Linked DNA regions of Sus scrofa: regions 1 and 2 are each linked to region 3. The links are chromatin contacts, called in public HiChIP or PLAC-seq maps. All regions are on one chromosome and are shown on one strand. The core of a region is the stretch at or near the end of the contact, and the rest is flanking DNA. Distances in the headings are between cores, read along the strand shown. Region 1 holds the start of RGCC (regulator of cell cycle). Region 2 overlaps NAA16 (N-alpha-acetyltransferase 16, NatA auxiliary subunit). Region 3 overlaps VWA8 (von Willebrand factor A domain-containing protein 8).

The links. HiChIP or PLAC-seq counts read pairs in DNA pulled down with a chosen protein or histone mark.
Region 1: a contact with region 3 is called in an H3K27ac HiChIP or PLAC-seq map of alveolar macrophages. The contact joins the promoter of RGCC here to the enhancer-like site in region 3. A contact is called at or near these places in 12 of 47 Hi-C or Micro-C datasets (alveolar macrophages, embryonic fibroblasts, heart right ventricle and 6 more) and 2 of 2 datasets of contacts at active chromatin or transcription factors (alveolar macrophages and skeletal muscle).
Region 2: a contact with region 3 is called in an H3K27ac HiChIP or PLAC-seq map of alveolar macrophages, with 4 times the contacts expected there. The contact joins two enhancer-like sites. A contact is called at or near these places in 19 of 47 Hi-C or Micro-C datasets (adipose tissue, alveolar macrophages, brain and 12 more) and 2 of 2 datasets of contacts at active chromatin or transcription factors (alveolar macrophages and skeletal muscle).

What each region holds. Positions count from the first base shown.
Region 1 is chr11:25,495,069-25,499,160 of Sscrofa11.1, forward strand. RGCC (regulator of cell cycle) reads right to left here and starts at 1,355. Exons shown (of 5, transcript NM_001244227.1): 1 at 1,230-1,355; 2 at 526-711. The coding sequence starts at 1,278.
Region 2 is chr11:25,563,298-25,567,050 of Sscrofa11.1, forward strand. The region is part of intron 8 of NAA16 (N-alpha-acetyltransferase 16, NatA auxiliary subunit); the gene reads right to left. Among named protein-coding and RNA genes, the nearest start is that of NAA16, 30 kb to the right of the region's middle. Within about 2 kb of position 2,009, at least 1 of the 83 cell types and tissues checked has an H3K27ac peak or open chromatin away from gene starts, as enhancers often do. A contact at or near this core is called in alveolar macrophages, where this site is marked.
Region 3 is chr11:25,366,518-25,370,520 of Sscrofa11.1, forward strand. All of the region lies in intron 37 of VWA8 (von Willebrand factor A domain-containing protein 8), which reads left to right. Among named protein-coding and RNA genes, the nearest start is that of RGCC, 130 kb to the right of the region's middle. Within about 2 kb of position 1,409, at least 27 of the 83 cell types and tissues checked have an H3K27ac peak or open chromatin away from gene starts, as enhancers often do. A contact at or near this core is called in alveolar macrophages, retroperitoneal adipose tissue, skeletal muscle and 1 more, where this site is marked.

The DNA.
Region 1 (4,092 bases), core at 105-2,604, 130 kb after region 3:
GAGCAACAAGCCTGGGAGCTCAGGGCCAGAAGAAAGTGCAAGAAGTCATTTCAAAAATCCCAAGGACGGGAGCTTATGAAACTTTTCCTGGTTTCACAAATATTTCCATATGGTACCCTCCCATGTCTCCTCTGACCCCATTCTTGTGGCACTTGCTCCACGCCCTCTGAAGACACTGCTGAGAGGCGGGTGGAGGGGAAAGGAGAGGAGGAGAAGGAGCTGTGACGAGCCCTGGCTCCGGTCCCAGGAGTCCTGCCTGGCTGCGTCTCAGGCAAGCCCTTACAGTCTCCTGCTTCCTGACATCTGCAGGCGACAGATAAACCAGCCTGCCCTCCAAGAGCCTTCGGGGACCAACCTCGGGGGTCTGGTCTCCGCTGAACCCGCCGCCCTGGAGGCTCCTAGCGTCCTAGAGAATCGGTTTACAACTAAGCAAACCGAGCCCGCGAGGCCAGGCTCTCCTCGGTGGGCCGAGTACAGCGGAGTCCCCAGGATTCTGACATCTTCCCTGGCCCGGGCCACACTTACTCTCCGAGTCGCTGAAGCCACTGCTGTCGCTGACACTGGCGCTGCTCCGCCGTTTCATGCGCTCCAGGTGCTCCTCGTAGTGGAAGTGGCGCTCGTGGAACGGGGACGCGAAGTCGGCCAGCACCGCGTCAAACTCACACAGCGCGTCCGTCAGGTCCCCGGCGGCAGCCGAGTCCAAGGCCGGGGCTGGGGCAGGGACCGCGGGCTCAGGTGAAGGGGGTGGGGGGGGCCGCCACCGTTCCCCGAGGATCGCTAACCAACACTCGCTGCGCGTTTGCCCGGGGACAGCCACGCTGTCGCTGCCCGCTGCTGGCTGTTACCCTTTACGACTCTCCATCACCCCCTAAAGCGCTCTCTACTATCCACCCATTTTAGAGCTAAAGAAACTGAGCTTCCGCTGGAAAAGTTGCCGGCCAAAGGTCACGGAGCCCACCGACACAGCCCACCTCTCCCACACTCTGTCGGGTACTTGTCCCCCCCGCTCACTCCCCGGTGGCGGTGGGAGGACTGAGTCAGGATGCGCCCGTGACGTGTCGGGCTGGCATCCCCAGCCCCGCGTGGAGAGGCGGCTGAACCCTCCCGGGGCAAGTCCCCCCCACCCACCCCGGGGAGGCTGGGGGAAGGGTGTAAAGGGACTACGCGGGATCCCCTTGCTTCAGCCCCCAACTCTCAAAGGCCCGGCCTTTAAGGCGACCCCCACTCACCTGCGGCCGCGGCGGCCGCGGGGCTGCCCTGTGCCGCGGGCGGCTTCATGGGCGGGCTCGGCCCGGCGCGCGTTGTGGGTTCCTGCGAAGTCTGGGCGCGGGGATCGTGCAGATGCTCCCGCTGCCCCGTCTCCTGGCCGCGCTCCTGCTCTGCCCGTCCGCTCCACTGGCCGCACTCCCGCCGCGCGGTTGCCTACACCGCCCGCCCTCCCGCTCTTTCCCCGGCCGCCGCCACCCGCCGCCCCAGGTCTTATAGCCGCCGGCGGGGGCGGGGCGGGGCGAGGCGGGGCGGCGCCGCGGGAGCTGGGCCTCCGGGTCAGTCCCCTCCGCTGCGCCAGGAGACGCCCCTGTCCCCCAGGCACCGCCCTCGCCACGCGCCCTCCCGGGAACCGCAGTGACGCGGAGTCCGGGTTACAGTCCCAAATATTTACCCGGCGCTTTCCCCGCGTGCCCTGACAACGCGACCTACGAAAGTGGCTTTGGTGTCACCAGAGCCCCAAAGACTTGAAGGCTGGTGCTCGGCTGCTTCCCGCCCTGTGCCCTTAAGCTCCTCGCGCCTCAGTTTCGTCGTCTGTGCAATGGAAATCCTGATCCTCCGGGGTTTGTGGCGAAGAATAAAGTGGCCAAAAGCCGAGGAAGACCCAGACCCGTGTGGGGACGCAGGGGGCGGTCCCCCGCGCCTCCTGTCCCCATCGTCTCCAGGGACTCGAGGGTTGTGGGCAGATGGAGTGGACAGAGCCCGCGGCCAGAGGGACAGAGGTCGGTGGTGCCACGTCCTTATGAACCCTTAGCCGCTCCCATCCCGAAGCCCGGAGCCTGACTCCACTCCTGGGCGTTCACACCAGCCCCGACTTTATGCGGAAAGAGTTTGTTAGGGAAAGAAATCCCTGCGTAGATGCAGCGCGAACGCGGCGCGTCTCTGTGTCCCACACTGAGTCACCCCGCCCAGCCGCCTGGCGGGGCACCAGTCGTAATGGTGAAAGCCCTTGCGCTTGCCGCAGGTGGCTTCTTCCATACAAAGCAATCAAAATAAACCCCTTGAAAAATTCGGTCCCTCGGGTGTACTAGACACACGTCAAATGCCCGACAGTCATCATGCTCTTGGACCTGGCTGCCAGGGTCTCTGACCCACAAACTGGCTTTAGAGGGAAGCCAGGCATCTTAGCCAGGGTATCAAGGGCTTCCTGGGTCAGGTCTTGGCAGGCACTTTTGCCAGGTCCGCAGTAACCTGGAGAAGCAGCACTGCTGCTTGTTTAGGAGTGAAGCTGAGGCACAGAGAGGCTAAGTAGCACACGAGTCCCACAGCAATGGAAAGGCCCATCTGTTTGGCTTCAGAGACAACACAACCTCGCTTTCTGCCCAGCGGAAGGCAAACAGAGCAGACAGGAGGAAGAGGCTCCAAATAAGGGAGCAGATAACCCAGGTCCTTGAAGCAACAAGGCAAGGCCTGGGCGTCTTTTTCTCTTCTTTTCCCCACCTCCCTTATTAAAACTCTTTTTTCTGTCTTTCCCTCCCTCCTGCTCTCTGACTTGCTGCGGTGCCCACTGGGGATGCCAGGAGCCAAGAAAGCAGCAACCGATCTGGGAGCTGAGGCCAGGGCGCTGCCCTCCAGAGGCAGCTCTCCCTCCTTGGCCAAGGTAGGGTGCAGGGTGCTGGATGCCCCAGCCCAGCTCTTGCATGATGGCTCAGGAACCCTCTCAGCTAAAGAATCGGTTAAGCTGATCTTCAAAAGAACCTACAGAACAGCCTCACTTTTTAGCAGCCATGCCAGTTTACTAAGACAGTGACAATGCAGTTCACCAGGAGAGGTTGGTTGGAGAATTAACATAGGTCTTTTCTATCAAAGGAAACCTTGGTTACTCCATGTTGTTCCTGCTTTGTCTGCGATCCCCTCCTCCACCCCCCTTTTTTCCCCTCTTCTCCCAGGAACAATTTGTTTCAAATTAGCCAAGGAGAAGAGTGTGTGCCCTGACCTGATCAATGGGAAGGGGACAGATGTACCGCCGGCATGAGGGATAGATAGTGGGTTCTTCCTTCTTGGCGGCATGTTTTTGACCGCTTTCACCCTTCTGCAGAAATCAAGAACTTTGTGGAGATTCCCCCATGTTCGTGTTCGTGTGTCTTACACTGCCGATCCGAGCCAGGGTCACTTTTCCCCCACAGTTGGTGTCATTTGCAATCCATAATAAGGGAACACTCTCGCCCAAGCACTGGGGAGATGGATGAGCAGCGGCTTTGACTCAAAGTGTCACCTCCCCTAGGATGGGTGTCCCTTCGTTTATGGAGAATGACCACTCCCTGTCTTTCTGATTAGAAATATAATTTTAATGCACAGGAACACAGAGAAGTCAGTAAGAGCACTCTACGTACCCGCCTCTGAGAATTAACACATGTTAATGTTTTTGCTTTGGATATTTTTTTGAGATATGACATATACGCAATAAAGTAAGCAAATCTTGAGTGCACAGTTTGGTAAATTTCTACCTGTGTGATAACCCTCCCGTTCAAGACGGAGTATTTTGGGAATTCTCATCATGTCTCAGCAGAAATGAATCTGACTGATATCCATGAGGACGTAGGTTGGATCCCTGGCCTCGCTCAGTGGGTTAAGGATCCAGCATTACCATGAGCTGTGGTGTAGGTCGCAGAATCGACTCGGATCCTGCGTTGCTGTGGCTGTGGCATAGGCCAGCAGCTATAGCTCCAATTCAACCCCTATCCTGGGAACCTCCCTATGCCACTGGTGAGGCAAGGCCCTAAAAAGAAAAAAAGAAGACAGAGTATTCAGAAAAAGCTCAATGCCATTTTTGAGTCAATATCACCCCATAAGTAACCCCTATGTTAACTCCTATTCTGAATTCTG
Region 2 (3,753 bases), core at 759-3,258, 200 kb after region 3:
CCCAATGTTTAAACCCAGAAAGTTGGTCAGCATCGTTTCTTATTTGTTAACCCCCCAAAACGCCTAACACCAAAGATCTCGGTCGGCAAGATTTTCCCCGTGTCTACAATCAAAGTATCTTCCAGGGACACTTTCGAGAAGCAGGTACGCAAAATGGCTGTGCAGCTTTCAGCAAAAGAAACCTACTCCCCATTCTGAAGGTAGGTCCCCAGAGGAGGTACCTTTCCTAATCTCGCCGAGCAGCAGAGCTCAGTCCCATGTGCAGACATCTTAGAAGGCACTCTGCCAACCACAGAAGGATTCTGCTGTAACCAGCCCTGTATTTAAGTAGCAGCTTTTGAGACACTAAAGCAGTATTTATAAATGTCTTCCAAATCAACTAGTGATGTACATCAAGAATCATTCATTTCACAAATATCCATCAAGCACCTACTATGTGCCAGGCATTGTGCCAGGTATCCAGGATACAGCTGTGAGTGAAACGAAAAAAAATTTTTTTAAATTCTGCCCTCGTGGAACTTATTAACACTTTGGTGGGTGAGATGGGCAATAAGTAAAATAACATATGTAAGGCATTAGACTGAGCCCTGGGGCATTCTAACATTAGAAGTAAATAAACACCCCATTGGTAACACCAAGTAAATAAATCTCCTGTTACTGCTAAACACTTACCAGAAAATATCTGTGTTACTTTTTAAAAGCAGAAAAAATTGAAAACAAAAATTTAATACAAAGGCTCTAACCTTTTTGACAGTAAGATTAACACATAAGGACACAGATTTGCTCACTCAAAAAAAAAGGAAAAAAAAAGAGAGACATGTATGCCATGAGCGTTTTAAGTCAAAGTAAGACTAAGACTACTGAACTGACCTTTCTTAACTAAGGTCATTCCTTTTCTTTAGGTCATGCCTGAAAAGGGCCACAGTTGTAGCATATGGAAATTCTCAGGGTAGGGGTCAAATCACAGCTGCAGCTGCCAGTCTTCGCCAGCCACACCAACCAGAGCAATGCCAGATCAGAGCCGTGTTCGCAACCTACACCACAGCTCAGGGCAATGCAGAATCTTTTTTTTTTTTTTTTTTTTTTTTTGGTCTTTTTGCTATTTCTTGGGCCGCTCCCGCGGCATATGGAGGTTCCCAGGCTAGGGGTCGAATCGGAGCTGTAGCCACCGGCCTACGCCAGAGCCACAGCAACGCAGGATCCGAGCCGCGTCTGCAACCTACACCACAGCTCACGGCAACGCCGGATCGTTAACCCACTGAGCAAGGGCAGGGACCGAACCCGCAACCTCATGGTTCCTAGTCAGATTCGTTAACCACTGCGCCATGACGGGAACTCCGCAATGCAGAATCTTTAACCCACTCAGTGAGGCCAGGGACTGAACACACAACCTCATGGATACTACTTGGGTTTGTTATTGCTGAGCCACAATGGGAACTCCAAGGTCATTCTTTATGAATCACATTGTACCAAAATACTCAACAATCCAAGTGGTTACTGTTATTGGTTATGACTGACAGTACTGAACAAAACATGCATGCTCAACATAATCCTGATGTCAAAAACTGGAAGGAAAAATTTGAATTTTATTAAGCGAAAAATTTATTGAATATAAAAACAGGTTTAAAGTTTGTTACTTCAATTTATTATAAAGACTGTTTTCAGATCATCCCTAGTCTTTACATCAGAGAAAATGCTAGAAGATTTGATCTCTGAAACTACTTTTCTGGGGGGCTGCATCCACAGCTTGCAGAAGTTCCCAGACCAGGAACTGAATCCGAGCCACAGCAGGCACCCAAGCTGCAGCAGTGACAATACCGGATTCTTAATCACAAGGCCACAGGGAACTCCCTCTGAAACTAGGAAGTAATGATGAACATTTAACCCGAATGAAATTTCGTGCAGCTTTGATCATTTGTGGTTTTCAAAAGATGAACATACAAAGTATACCAAGACCACATAAAATTCCACTCTGAGTTGAATATACATCATTACTTCCTTAAAAATCACAAGTAGTTTCAGAGGAGTTCCCGCTGTGGCACAACAGGACCCATGGTGTCTCTGGAGTGCTGGGACACTGGCTCAATCCCCAGCCTGGCACAGCAGGTCAGGTTAAGGATCTGGCGCTGCCACAGCTGTGGTGTAGGTAGCAAGTGCAGCTGGGATCTGATCCCTGGCCCCCGGCCAGGTAATTTCCATATGCTGTGAGGTGGCCAAAAAAGAAAAACAAACAAACAAAAAACCCCAATGTACTCAGCCCGTAAGTATCCACAATATGGAAAGCTTCTCCTCCCATAAGCTGTTATTTCAACTGTGCAGCTCTAGCTATGAGAAAGAATAAGGAAGGCGTTATGTACTGACATAGGACTGAACTCCAGGTATAGAGGTAAGTGAAAAGGAAAACTAGGTACAAAGGAATCTGTTACTTCTCTACAAAAGGGGGAAAATAAAACCATACATAAACCCTCAGACAGGAACTTTGGCTTATATGCATGACGTACTTCTGGAAGAATAAACCAACAGTGGCTGTCTCCAGGGAAATAAACTTGGTGACCCTGGAGTTCCTGTCGTGGCTCAGTGGTTAATGAATCCAACTAGGAACCATGAGGTTGTGAGTTCAATCTCTGGTCTTGCTCAGTGGGTTAAGGATCTGGCATTGCTGTGAGCTGTGGTGTAGGTCGCAGACGAGGCTCGGGTCCCGCGTTGCTGAGGCTGTGGTGTAGGCCAGCAGCTAGAGCTCTGATTAGACCCCTAGCCTGGAAACCTCCATATGCCGCAGGAAGCCGCCCTAGAAAAGGCAAAAAGACAACCCCCCCCCCAAAAAAAAAACCGTGGTGACTGGACATGAAAAAGACTTTGACTTGAAAACCCTTTTGTACCCTTTTATTTAGAACTGTATGAAGGCACAGTCTAAACCAGAAGCCCACACAGCTACTCAACCACACAGTCACACACTACATGCCAAAATTACTTACCATTTACACATCACATAATTTTTTCTTTATATATAAAACTATTTCACAAAAATAAATAATTTCTCTTCTTCCCATTTATTTTCAAATAATTCTTTAGTTCCCCCCACCTCCAGCCGAGTCTTTCCTTTAGGGGGAAAAAGTCTATCAATCATTAATGTGCCTGCTTAGTACTGCAACTTATAAAACAAATTATCTGACTACAGAGATGTTATGCTAATTCTTCACTAGATGTAGCAGATTCACACAAAAACTGATGTCCAAAAAAACACTGCTAAAATAATGAATAAAAACACCAAGATCAGACTGCATCTGATAAATGGGATTTTTTCTAAATAACGTGCATGTTCTCACTCTAAAAAAGAAATGATAATCACGTGACCTAGTGGAGGCGTTACCTAACACCACAGTGGTAATATTAGAATATTTAAATGTATCAAAACAAAACATACACCTTAAACTAACACATTATATATCAATTATATCTCAATAAAAAATAAAAATAGGAGTTCCTGTCATGGCTCAGCAGTTGGCGAATCCGACTAGGAACCATGAGGTAGCGGGTTCGATCCCTGGCCTCACTCAGTGGGTTAGGGATCCGGCGTTGCCATGAGCTGTGCTGTAGGTCGCACACACAGCTCAGATCTGGTGTTGCTGTGGCTATTGTGTAGGTCGGTGGCTACAGCTCCGATTAGACCTCTAGCCTGGGAACCTCCATATGCCACAGGAAGCAGCCCTAGAAAAGGCAAAAAAAAAAGACAAAAAAAAATTAAAAATAAAA
Region 3 (4,003 bases), core at 159-2,658:
TTTATTCCTTTTGATGTTATGGTCATTGGAATTGTTTTCTTAACTTCATTTTCCGATTGTTCATAGCTAATGTATGGAGATACCACTGACTTTTATCATTGAGCCCTTGTATCCTGAAATCTCATTGAACTTGTGTATTAGTTCTAATAGTGTTAATGGGTTCCTTAGGATTTTCTATATATACAAAACTATGTTATCTGCAAATAGAGGTAGGTTTACTTCTTTCTTTCCAATCTGGATGCCTTTCGTTTCAGTCTCTTACCTGACTGGCTAGACTCTCCAGTACCATGTTAAACTGGTGTGGCATGGACGTCCTTGTCCTTTTACTCATCAAAGAAAAAAGCACTCAGTCTGTCACCATTAAGTATAATGCTAGTTGTGGGTTTTTTGTAGACACCCTCTATCTGTTTGAGGAAGTTCACTTCCTGCCGAGTTAATTGAATGTTCTTAGCATGAAGGAGTGTTGAATTATGCCAGATGCCTTTTCTGCATCTTTTAAGATGACCACGTGGTTTCCTCCCCTTCATTGCTTCATCTGGTGTATTATATTAATTGAATTTCATGTGAAACCAACCTTGCATTCCTGGGATATAACCCATTTCGTCACAGTGTATCATCCTTTTTAAAATATTGCTACATTTAGGTTCGCTATTATTTTGTTGAGGGTTTTTGCATCCCTATTCATAAAAGATAATCATCTGTAGCCTTTTCCTCTGATGTCTTTTTCTGGTTTTGGTATCAGGATCATACGGGCATCATAGAATCAGTCGAAAAGTGGTCCTTGTGAACAATTCTAACGATTCTTACAAAGAATTGTTATTAATTCTTCTTTTGTATGTGTGGTAAGCTTCAATGATGAAGCCATCTGGGCCTGAGCTTTCTTTTGTGGATATTTTTGAAGTCACTGACTCAGTCTCTGTACTTGTTATAGGCAACCTGAGATCTTAAGGATATCAGATTATATTACCCTAGGGCTTAGGAATGTCTTACTTATTGCTTACACATTCTCTCATCAGGATTCCAAACCAAGGGAGCTGTAAACATAAGAAAACTAGGCAAAAAGGACCCAAAGTACCAGTGTAATATATACCCAAGTTGTTAGTAAGTGGACCAGTACCCAGCTATCCTCGATGCGGGAGAAATAAAAACAAACAAAACTTAGGTCTTGTGACCGAAGTGGGTCTTCTTGCTTCCTTCCCTTAAACCCTCAGGCCTCCCTGCAGAAGCCCCAGCCTGACCTCCCCTCTCAGGTACAAGCACAGGCGAGGTAGAGCAGAAAGAAAAAGAACAAGACCGGCTGGATCGCCCTCAAGGAGAGAAGTCAGAAACGGGTCAGCCGGCTTCCCCAAAGCAGGAACTACCAGGGAGCCTATTACACATCTAATGCAGAATGACTGCACACTTGGAAAATAGCCCAGTGGATATCCTGGCCTTTACCAAGTCAGGCTGGCCATTCCTCCCTGCCAGATGCTAGGAAGGGAGATAGGGCAGACAAACGCTGAAGGAAGGAGCCAAACTTCCTCTCCTCCAAGGAGCAAAATCGTGGCTTATATCCAGTTCACTCTTCCGGTCCCAGACTAATGTCCTCTTTTTTGAAAGAGTGACTCACACCTGTTTATTATGGTAAATCACGGAACGGGGGCAAGCTGGCAAAACTCATAAAAGGACCAATACTGAAACTGGAGAGACCAGCCTTTGTATCCTGTCTCCACTCGGTATTAGCCGTGTGACTGTGAGTGACTTACTGTACTTCTCCAAGCCTCAGTCTTTTCACGCTGAATGGGAATGATAACTCTGGAAAAGGGAGCTGTAAGGATGAATGAGCTAATCCATGTGTAGAGCATATGGCAAATATTAATATACATCATCCAGGCGTATTTTAGCGTATGGTAAGTATTCCCACTCAGGGAGTTCCCATTGTGGCTCAGCAGGTTACGAACCTGACTGGTATCCGTGAAGACGCAGGTTCAATCCCTGGCCTCACTCAGTGGGTTAAGGATCCAGCATTGCCGTGAGCTGTAGTGTAGGTTGCAGATGTGGCTGGGATCCTCTATGCTGTGGCTGTGGTGTAGGCTGGCAGCTGCAGTTCTGATTCGACCCCTAGCCTGGGAACTTAACATATGCTGCAGGTTCAGCCCTAAAAAAAAATAAATAAATTAGCACTCAGTAACTATTTGCTGTTCTTTTTATCTTTGACGTGTCTTTTTTAAAATTTAATTTTATTGGAGTATAGTTGATTTACAATGTTGTATTAGTTTGAGGCATACAGCAAAGTGAATCAGTCACACATGTAAATATATCCATTCTTTTTTCCCATATAGGCTATTACAAACTATTGAGTAGATTTTCCTATGCTATACAGTAGGTTCTTATTAATCATCTGTTTTATACAGAAGTATGTATGTGTTAGTCCCATGATATTTGGCATTGTTAATAACTTTAGGTACCTCAGAAATCACACGGCCAATCCTGATGTGCAAACTAAGCCCCAAGGGAGTTCCTTGGTGACTCAGAGAGTTGAGGATCCAGGATTGTCACTGAAGCAGCTTGGGTCACTGCTGTGGCACAGATTCAATCCCTGGCCCAGGAAGTTCCGCATGCCACAGGCGCAACCAAAAAAATTAAAATAATTAAAAAGGCTGAGCCCTAGAAGGATTAAATGATTTATCTGAGATTATATGTTCACCTCATGGCAGAAGTTGAAAAGGCAGTTCTGGAGTTCCCATTGTGGCTCAGTGGGTTACAAACCCGACTAGTATCCATGAAGATTGGGATCCATCCCTGGCCTCACTCAGTGTGGATTAAGGATCTGGCGTTGCCGTGAGCTGTGGTGTAGGGGTGGCAGACGCAGCTCAGATCCCACATTGCTGTGGCTGTGGCAAAGGCCGGTGGCTACAGCTCCAATTCGACTCCTAAGCCTGAGAACTTCCATATGCCATGGATGCTGCCTTAAAAAGATGAAAGAAAGAGAGAGAGAGGAAGGAAGGAAGGAGAGAAAGAGAGAAAGAGAGAAGGGAGGGAAGGAAGGAAGGAAGGAAGGAAGGAAGGAGGGAAAGAAGGAAGGAGGGAAAGAAGGAAGGAAGGAAGAAGCAGTTCTGTATTTGGGGGACTCCTCCTTAACTTAGGACGGGGGAACTGAGGAATCGGGTATCCGGAGGAATTGGGAATTAGGAGGAATGGTTCTTTCTTGCTATTTTTACAGCCTAAACCTTATGATTCCTCTGCCTGACTCCCTCCCTCCCAGGAACATGAAATCTCATGTTCTCTCCAGTCCAGCCAGGGGTGGCTGCCAGGAGATGCCATCACCCTCTCTCAATGTCATACCCTCTTCCCTCCACCTGGAATAAACCATTAAGGAGCTCCTCGGGGACCCCCTCTCTCCCGGGGCCCCTTCTCTTGCTGAGGAAGCAACAAGCTCCTTTTTCAAGGATGTGACTAAACCACATGTTCCTCCCATGGTCCTGGAGAGAACAGAGGCTGCCCAGACCCATGGCTGTGGGGACAGGGAGGAGTGTCACACAGATGCTGATCTCAGAGGCACATGAACCCTGCTGCTGCCCACCCCCTTCGCACCCCACGGGGTCCTGTAGAACAAATCATTCTCATTGCATAGTCACCATTTGACCACGGAAAACCCCAAATGACGTCTCAACATCCTCTGACCCTGACTTTTATTCCTTATAGATCATATCCTAGAAATTGTGCAATCCTTCCATAATGATGGGAGAAAGAGCCTTAGCAGCTGCCTGCAGTGGGTTTGGGGCTGATAATGGTGATCATGAGGTGTCTGCAAAATCCGCAGATGGGTAAGAATGATTTCGGGCATTTCCATAATAATCATATAATTTGATTATAGCGTAGAGCTCTATGAATTTTTTTTTTTTCCTTTTTCAGCCACACCTGCGGCATATGGAAGTTCCAGGCGAGGGATCAAATTGGAGCTGTAGCGGCAGGCCTACACCACAGCCACAGCAACACTGGATCCGAGCCGCCTCTGCAACCT